Regions from separate parts of the Anas platyrhynchos genome. Here region 2 is linked to region 1. Evidence: chromatin contacts called from public Hi-C data. All regions are on one chromosome and are shown on one strand. Each heading gives the region's core, a stretch centred on a gene start, on an enhancer-like site or on the middle of the called end of the contact. The rest is flanking DNA. Distances are from core to core; before and after follow the strand shown.

Evidence for each region. A called contact is a pair of places that touch in the nucleus more often than the background predicts.
Region 2: a contact with region 1 is called in a Hi-C map of liver, with 4 times the contacts expected there. The contact joins the promoter of PLCG2 here to the enhancer-like site in region 1. A contact is called at or near these places in 2 of 8 Hi-C or Micro-C datasets (liver and skeletal muscle).

Annotation. Positions count from the first base shown.
Region 1 is chr12:4,762,977-4,767,913 of IASCAAS_PekinDuck_T2T, reverse strand. LOC140003459 (a long non-coding RNA gene) reads right to left here. Exons shown (of 2, transcript XR_011812171.1): 2 at 3,480-3,909. Among named protein-coding and RNA genes, the nearest start is that of HSD17B2, 32 kb to the left of the region's middle. Within about 2 kb of position 2,798, at least 2 of the 8 cell types and tissues checked have an H3K27ac peak or open chromatin away from gene starts, as enhancers often do.
Region 2 is chr12:4,891,438-4,896,339 of IASCAAS_PekinDuck_T2T, reverse strand. PLCG2 (phospholipase C gamma 2) reads left to right here and starts at 3,645. Exons shown (of 34, transcript XM_038185661.2): 1 at 3,645-3,676; 2 at 3,794-3,887. LOC140003467 (a long non-coding RNA gene) reads left to right here. Exons shown (of 4, transcript XR_011812215.1): 4 at 1,514-3,019.

The sequences.
Region 1 (4,937 bases), core at 1,549-4,048:
AATCTGATTTAAGTTTAAATATATGGTTGTGCAGCCAGCAAGAACAGCAAGCTACTGCCAATATACACCAGAGGCACATGGTTAAATATAGGTGAGGAAAGGCTTGAAAAAAAAAAAAACAAGTTCAGAGATGAATCTGCCTCACCCAATCATTATGTCTCCTCCTTGCCATTAACACATAGAATAACCACAACAAGCAAAAATCCAAACAAAAGAAAACAAACAAGAGCTAATGTCAATTAAATGCGTTGGAATAAACATATATCTGAGGTGTATCCAGAGCTGGGTCACTCCTCCCCACATGCCTCCTGCTGCTGCAGTGCCTCCATGGCCATCCAGCTGGCCAGCAGCTGGTGGTTTGCTGGTACAATTTGAAAGCAAGAAGTTTGGGGAGATTATGAGGGAAATTGAGGTTTGTGATGATGCGGTTGGCAGGTTTCTGCATGTCTAGTTGATGCAACATGTCATCCAGCTAGTAACGTGGGTGCCCCTTACACGTACATATAATTTGTAAGGAGATGAGAGTTGTGTTTATTATGTGTTTGCAGAAAATATGCTGACAATTAGGAGCTCTATTTACACCCGTAACAGCTCAGCTCAGAGGGAAGTGAGCTCCTTCCCCCCTCTCTGGCTGGGCAGAAGTCTCCCTGCCACTGTGTGCATCCTCCAAGAATGAAGGATGCACACAAGCAAGCAAGTCAGGACTCAGATCTCCAGCCCCCTCTTTTTCTAAGAGGAAAAAGCAGTTATTGACCTTTTCAAGAAGAACCCAGGTCAGAAGCACAGACTGGGTGCCATTCCAGGTAACATCTAGGCTTTTGGACGTATACAGTGTGCCCTCCCACACCAGCCCATGCAAGAACACATGGAGAAGTGAGGAGCTGCCCATGGGTGTCATCGTCTCATTGGGGCCACTTGCATAAAGTGCTACTTGGAGTGAAGGGAGGCACTGAGATCTGACCGTCAATAAAGGTCTTTGGACTGGGATTGACTAGTATTTAAAATAGGCTAAATGTTATTTTTGCATTAAAGTCCAATTTTCAAAAAGAGGTTATGAGCAAGGAAAGCAGCAGCTCCCTGAAAGCCCTAACCTCAGGGCTTGTCTGCATGAGGAACTTTACCAGCATTTCTCCTGTTGTCAAAGTATAAGTGAATTAAAATAAATCCAATTATGGCTGAATTTTCTCTGACGGAGTGCATCCACACGGGCTTACCATCTGCTTTAACTAATCTGTGCTATGAATTCATAGCACTGTATTGTTCGAGTTAGTCTTCTGGGGTACTGCTGGGTAAACAATGATTAAATCTGTTTAAAAAATATGATTTACACTAATGCTTTCGTAAGGGTGTTTCACATAACTTCAGTCTGTTTTGGAACTGTGTTCCATGTAATGTTAACCTGTTTTTAAACCGATAAAAAGAAATGGGTGTAAGCTCTTAATATGCAATCCCTCATTTAGTATTGATAATGATTTATGTTGGGTTATGTTGAAAGAACTCCTGATTGACTCAAATTACATAGAAGTATGCCAGTGGCCTGGCAAGTGATTTTATGTGTAGGGAGCTGCCCATGTTTAATGGGGCTTAAAGCTGTCACACCTTTAATTGAACTGTTTCAACACTTTTTATGTACACACAGTCAGGTTCCTAGATAATTTATAACCTTTCAAAACAAATAAGGAAATTCATGCAATTCCTTAGGAAGAGACGTCTATAAACACAAAAAAATAATCCAGGATGTCATTTACATTAATTAGCTGCTTTAGTCGGTTTATTTCTCTATTGTTCCTCACCTTTTTTTCAACAGTTATCTTGATGAAAGCCCTTCCAGCACTGTTCCTGGCAGAGGAACCCCATGAGAGAGCTGGTGTCATTGCCAGTGCCTCCTGCAAGACTGGGGGGCTGCACCCAACACACCCCAAAAACACTTCTCCTGCTCCATGCAGTGCTGCTGGCTCTGCATCAGCTTTAAGCCAGGACTAATGGGTCTCCAATTAATAAAGAGCTACTCCTGTCTACCTGTCACTCACCTAAAACAGACACGTCGATATGAGCTCATTCTCAGGATTAGCACCGTAGCCCTAACATTTGTCTTAATTCAGTGGCAATATTTTCAAAACTCCCTTTAGCTCCTGGTTTGTGTGCTGCTGTTACTCATTAGGCAGAATGTGGTCCGTCATGTTGGGCTAGATTTGCAGTGGAGAGTTTCTAAAGAGAGCACTCCATCGCTCCAACTAATCAACAGAATTCAAAGGAAATTTAGGGTTTTATGCTGTGGCTGGCAGAGAAGATGAAAGGAACTTGACCTCAGGGGAATCAAGAAAGCTTCTCTGATGGCTACACACACACACACACACACACACAAAAAAAAAAAAAAAAAAGTGCTTGTCCAGAAGCTTCTTTACTCATTTAAGCTCTTTTTTAATGAAAAATTTAATCCTGAACAGAAAAGCTCATCAAAAGTGAGACAGAGTCAGTAGCAGAACACAATGTATTAGGGTGTCTGAGATGTTGCGATTAATGGTGCTGGACAGGCAGCACAATCTGGGCAAAAGGGCAGGAATTTTGCCTGCTGTGAGTCTTCCCTGTGCTGCCCTGCATGGTGCTCATCCACTCCAGTCCTCACAGCTGTGACAGAGATTCCTCCTCCAGCAAAATTTGAATTCCTTCCACTCCTCCCCACATTTCTTTGTTAACTAAAGAGAGAAAACCAGATTTATCTGCTTTGAGGTGGTGAGACCCGTGCTGCAGCTGGGACACCCTGACCCTCGCGTCCCTTCTCCTTGCTCACCAAAAGATGCCAGCAAAGAGCTTTAGTTCCTTGGAACCAGCGCTGCATCAGGAGCCTTTGCGCTGTACACTGGATAACAGATTTTTCTTGAAAGTCCTGCTTTTGGCATGTTCCCCAGTGGGACCTGGCATATGGAGTGAATGTGTCCTCCTGCTGAACTGGGTAACTTCACCGGGTGGAGACAAAGGGTTAATGCATAGGTGATCCCACTCCACAGCACTGAGGTTTCCAATTAAAAAGAAATAAAAATCCCATGCATGTCTATGCCTATAATAATTACATTGCCATATACTGTACAACAGAGAAATCATAGAAGGAACAGTTTAGGGAAATAGGGAGTGTGGACTTTTGTTGACCTTGAAGAAACATATTCTGTAAAAATCTTTAAAGGCAAATGAAAGAGGCAAAATGCTTTTATAGACATTCCTGGGTTTCTAACACGTGTGTGATTAACTACAGTGCCAGGGGAAGTGCAGGCAAAGCCCGAAGCAAGGCATACTCTGCCTTCCACCACAGGAAAACCCAAACTAGGAAAGCAGCTGGGGGTTTGTCTCATCACTAATATATTCTTCAAGAGGTTTTTAAAGTGAGCACACGAGAGCATGGGGAATCACACTGGTTCAGTAGGGCTGGAGACAGAGTAAAATTACAGTGACATCTAGTGATCATAAATATTTCACAAAGGTGCTATGAGCGAAAAAATAAAACATTTATTGCCAGGGAGCATTCTGAACGCGTAACGCACAAAATCAGATCATTAACCAAGGGCAGGAAATGAGGTGGGATACAAACGGAGGAGATGGTGCAAATTAAAGTGTAGCAGGGATGCTGCAGAGCCAGTTCCCAGTGCTGGGAACGGTTGCGGGTGGGTTTCCACAGGGATCCGGGCTAGGTCTGCATTTCTCTCTCTTTCTGCAGAGTTTGCCATTGGTACTAAATTGCAGCGTGTTCGTATAAAAGCAGCTTGACGTTTTTGCGCCTGGGAATTGAACTAATAAAATGGTGTGTAGCTTCCAAAAGCACATGCTGCTCCCCAGGGAGAGGAGAGCAAGATGAAACCTCGTCAGCGGCAGGAGCACGCAGCGCATCCGCAGCTCTTCCCGAGCAAGGGCCCAGCGCTGGAGGAAAGCAAACGGAGGGAGAGCAATGACATGATTCTTATTTTATTTTATTTTATATTATTTTATTTTATTTTATTTTATTTTATTTTATTTTATTTTATTTTATTTTATTTTATTTTATTTTATTTATTTTATTTTATTTTATTTTATTTTATTTTATTTTATTTTATTTTATTTTATTTTATTTTATTATTTTATTTGATTTTATTAAGCTGTTTTCTACTGCTTTTGGCTGCCTGATGAGCAGCCTGAGCATGGTCCTGCAGTCCTGCAGTCCTCCCTCAACTATGCCATGTGGTACCGAGAAAAGGAGTAAAGGGAGTAAAGCAAAGGCTTCCTGTTAATCCTCAGGCTGTTCCTCATCCGTACCTTCACTGTGCAAAGGGATGAAAACCACGATGGTCAGGTTAGCGGAACAGCCACCCAGAGTGATAAGCAATGCACTTAGAGCATTGATTTTGCGGCTTTAAACCAGGTAGATTTGTGGCCACGTAAATATGCAGTCAAATTTCTTCTGATGAAACATTCAGGAGAGCTTTTAATAAAAGCTGGGAAGGAAGCTCCCAGCCAATTTCAGAGGCCTTCCCATGAGTCCCCAGCAGCCAGGCAGGTTCAGGCTTTTAATTATTAGCTGAAAGCCTAATAGACATTCCCACCCATCTCAGGTGCCATTGGAGAATGAGAATATGCCTTAGGTGTATGCATAAGGGAGAGACAAATTCAAGTGCATCAGATACTTTGGCATGTACAGGACCGATGCCACTTAAAGCAGGTTCATCATCCCCCAGGAAAGGCCATTCACCAGTTCAGATGGTCAAGGATCAAACTGGTCCTTGCTGGGAAAAATAATGCTGTTGAGGGTAAGGGACTTGGAGCAGCAGAGCAGAGCCAGAGCTGGTGCCAGGGATGTGTCTGTGCCATCCAAAGCGGCTGAGCCTGTGACACCAGTGTCCCCCAGCATGGCTCCTGAGCGTAGCAGGGAGAAAAGGCAGGAGCTGCAGGTTGCCACAGTAACCTCCACTCCA
Region 2 (4,902 bases), core at 2,396-4,895, 130 kb before region 1:
TGGCTGTGGTCCCAGGGGGAATTCTGCCCCAAAATGCAAACCTGCACCTCTGCAGCCCCCTTTGCACACATGCAGAGGTTTGGGAGAAGGTGACATTGTAATGCAATATTTTGAGTCCCTAGAAAAAGGCTCACAGTCTATTTGGGTACTACTGTTGTCTCGAGGTGCCCATGCAGCATTGTTCCTTGTAGGCGGGAAGCCATCCCTGTCCCCTCTGCCATATGGCCCCCCATCATACTCACAGTCCAAAACTGGTTCAAACAAGGAAAGAAAATGAACTGCCAGCTGATTTCCATAGCATTCCCTGCCTTCTGCTGGGCGCTTTGCAAGAGTTTTGTTTAGACACACCGACTTCCGCCCCGAGCTGCAGGGACAAGCAAATGAACCACTGCCGCTCTCATGTGAACATAAATGGCCCGAAAGTGGTCACACAACGGCAGCACATCAGACGGGGTTTGAATTTTGACCTGATGCTACAAAACCACAGCACTGCTTAAGTTATGTCCTGATTGTGATCTTTGTTCTCAAGGGCCCAGAGCAAACCGTACTGAAATAAAGAGTGCCTGCATTTGGGATTTTAGGGTACTTTTTTTTCTTTTTTTTGAACAAGTTATTGCAAATCGGCTTCTAAAATGTGTCTGTAATTTCTTTAAAAAAGATTTCCTGTAAGATTATCTGGGATTGTCACCCTGGCTGGTGTTTTTTTCCCACTGCAGTAGCCCAGAACTTCTGTATGAGGAGCATGACCAAATTTTCCTTGTCTTTTCTCAACTAAGACATGTCCAGAAAGACTGCTGGCCTTCTCCACTTGGGAGGGAAGACTGATTAAAGAACATCTTAATTACACCGTAGTACAGCCAGCCTATCCCCATTGTTTGCAAAATGATCTTTATGCTCTTTATTTTTTTTGTCAGTGTATCATTGACAAATTGCTTACTCTCTCTCTTTTTTTTTTTTTTTTTTTTTTGGTAAATCAGTGGTGAATGTCAATTTATTTGTAGGTATTCATAGACGTCTTGATTTTTCCTTTTGTCTTCATCACTGTAAGAATCAGTCACTAGCTAGGCTGGATTTTGCATAGTCAAATTTTAAAATACACATTGCTTTGCTTAACTACAAAGCCAATTTTTCAGCTTCCTCATCAGAAGCTAGATGTACCTAACCCATGCAGCATGCAGATCGAGTTCCAGGTATTTCAGCCAACTGTACTGTTCAGGGACTATTGCTGTGAGCTTCTGAGTGCATTAATTTTTCTGCTGCATTCATTTTTCCTGAACATCTACAGCAGTAAAGTTTATCAGCTAGTTTACTGTTAGTACGTAATGATCATGAAAGGCGATTAAAAGCCATTTCTTAACTTAAAGACATACGGCTGATTCTCTCTTTTCCATTACTTGCAGTATTCGTAATGTCGGTTTTGGACTTGTGTTTTCAGATACCTTTGCCCTCTCGTTATCTACATGGGCCAACCCTGAATTGCTTCCCTTTTTGCTTCTTGTTTTTGTTTTGGCAGATCAATATGGTTTTGTTCTCCGGTGGTGCTTGCAGAGCAGCTGCACAAACACTTGTGCCAGCGGCAGGGAGCAGTCGGGGTAGAGCTGGCAGGAGGCAGAAGCAGGAGGGACTGCCTCTTTTCATTACAAGTGCTGGATGAAGATGTACGTGAAACTTCAGCTTTAAACCGATTACGCCTCAGCTCTTTACCTGTGGGAACAGAGTTAATAATCTCCGATTACTTTCCTGTCCTGTTGCCTGCTATTACCTCTGCTGTGTTACAGCGGAGCGCTGGCTTTTGCTAAAACCCCTGTGCATTTCTATAATAACTGCAGCTGCAGTTGCAAAACCTTCGACTCCAAATTGCATTCTTCATTGTGAACCATGAAGTCCATTGATAGCTTAGCTAACTATACGTGAACTCTAATTTTGCATTTTTAGCTAAGAAAATATTTTCTTGCATACTTCTGTTCTCTGAGAACAACGTGAAATAAAAATATCTGTCTTCTAAATACCCAGCCCCAGACTTCCTGACTGACCCACTATGAACCACTGCTGCTCTGCACACATTATTTCCTCTCTTTGAAAGAAAAAGAAAAAAGAAAACACAGAAAAAATTACCCACAGTCTGGCAACACCTTGCTTTTCCATTTGCCTCATCTCTATTTTCAGGGGGTAGCAAGCTGCTCTTTACAAGCAGACAAGTCAAAAAGCATCTATTTCTCCTGCTTGAGTCTTTTCTGACTCCCTTCTCTGGTCTCCTCCCCAGCACCAAAGCAACTGTCTGATGTCCACTGCCGGAAGAGGCTGAAAACATTTTGTTTTTCCCTGTTAGTAAAGATTTTCTTCTGCTGTAACTTTCATTTGGCTATTTTCTTAGCAAAACATATCCTTTCTGCAGCAGCACTGCTAATGCAATGCCAAGAGCTACAAGTCTGGCTGTTGTTAGACTACAGAAACTGTCAGAAAGCAACTTTAGCTCTTGTCTTTGCTTTGTGACTGAGTCTTTCCTTCCACAGGAGTACCCAAAGTCTCCTCTTCCCTCTGATGGCTTTTGTCATCAAGGCAGCAGCTCCGCACGCTGCCTCCATCTGTGCTGCCAGACCCGTGAAAGCTGGTGCCTGTCACCTGTGGGGATCAGGTTTTTGTTACTTTTTTTTTTTTTTTTTAGGAGAGCCCTGTAAGGAGCTACATCTCCTGTTATATTTCTGCATGCTTCCCCGCCCCCCCCCCCCAGTTTTGTATATTTTAGTTCTAGTCAAATGGTGTCATACTTTGTTTTCATAAAATACCTCAAAAATATGTTTCAGCCTATATGAACATCGGTTTGATACAAATATTTGGATTCTGTTTTAATCTGTTTAAAAACTGTTATTTCTTTACAAATAGATTTATGTATATTTGTTGATTTATAAAGCTGTAAAGTATGACTACTCTTTGCATATAAATTGCTAGAAAACTAGTATTATTCAGCTTCAACAATTTCATTATTTTCAGTGGAATAAAAAATGGTCAAAACTTTCAAGCATTGACTGATAATCTATTTCCATCCTATTTTAATCTATTTCCCACTGGGGTAACCAGCTAGGTGTTGTCTTCTGCTCTAATCTTAAAATCCTATGTTCCACATGTAAACCATTTTTTTCCAGACAGCATATCTCGAACCAGAAAGGTATGCTTTCAATTTTCATTTTTTTTTTTTTTTTCCTGAGGATTAAAGGTATTAAATGTTTTACTTAAAGCCCAGTTGTTGGAATCGCTAGGGTCCATGAAACTCTCAGTGTTTCTTAAAAAAGTAAATTATGAACTCCCTTGTTTGCAGACAAATTTTAAAAACATGAAGAGAGGGCATCCCAAAGGCTTAGAAACCAGAGATCAAAGAATTCAAAATTTACCTGAGACAAAATAAAAACTGTGACAACTGTTGCATTTATCACAGGCAGGGGCATTATTAATGTGTTATTAATATGTGATGGTAGTGACCTGTCATGAAAGAGCTCAGCTCATAAAGACGGTGAAAGAGGAGAGAGTCTTGCTGGTGAAAAGTGACACACTTCATGTGTTCCACTTTCCTTCTTATAACTTCCTTTTTCTTTTTTTTTCTTTTTTTTTTTTTTTTTTTCTGCTAGCAACAGCCGTAACAAAATCTGCCCTTTAGAAGGAGAAGAGACTGTCATCACAGGTGACAGATTTTATTTTTTTAAATTGTTATTATTTATTTAATTTTATATTAAATAAAAGGCTCAGGTTGGTGAGATTTTGTGTGCTTAAGGGGTCTTAACAGTAAGCTTTTACCCAGGTGGAATCAGAGCACAAAGAGGAAGAAACCTCCGTTTGACACTGCCTAGCTAATCTCAGCAGTATATCATTCATTATTCTGCACAGGATTAAAGGTAAGCTCTGTATTGCGGCCTTTGAGACTCAGCAGGGCAGATATCCTTCACAGAAATGGGGTCAAATAATTCCTGATGTGTGGCAGAAAGGTTCTGGAGTGAAGACAGTTGGGTTTAAATTACCTGGCAGAGCCCTCTGTGTTCTAGTTTTTGCCTTCCCTCATGTAAAGTAAATGTTTTTTGTAGCTTAGCTCCAGAATAAAAGGACTGTCTTAATCATACAGGAAATGTAAAAGACATTTTCCTTGAAAGAGGGAGTGGTGTCTTAAAATTACTAGTCCAGTCTAAGGAAAGAAAGTGGAGGAATCAGTCTATGTGTGTGTGAAATTTCTAAGGCTAGAAAATAACCGACCTATTTTTCATTCATTCCAATTTGGAGATCAGGCTAAATAAGCATTTGCAAATTCACATTCTTAGATTCTTCATTTATTCTAGATTTGACTCCTAATAAATGAGAGAATTTTTCTCTTGAAGGTTATTTTCTCATGTTTTTCTCTCTGTTGTAAAAGTGCAAATCTAATGTTTGTTCTTAAGAGAGCTTACACAATATATAAATTAGATTTTCAGTCAAATGTTGTTAACTGAGAAGGTTTTGATAGCTGGTACTTACAAATGTATTGTGAAGTATCTGAATTCTGTTGCACAAATGAAATCTGGTGGGAGATGTGCAAAGTGTCTTACACAAAGTCTTTAAAATAAGTAAAATAGTATGACTGTACCTACGTATGAAAACTTGTATTTGAGAAATGGAGCATATCACATGATGGATGATATCTATTTGAATTGCTGAAAAATGGATCTTTTGCAAACAGAAGTTCTTCTGAAGATGCAAAGTTAAATTTACTCAGCACGGGTACTCAGGAGACCATTATAACAGAACGTGGGCCCCAGCAAATTTGCACAGGCTGCAATATCACATCTTTGCCACCTGCCAGCCTGGGAGCGGAGTACACAGCAGACCCTAACACAGCTACTCCCATTTGTTCTGCAGGCTTGAGGGCAGCTTGAGAAACAA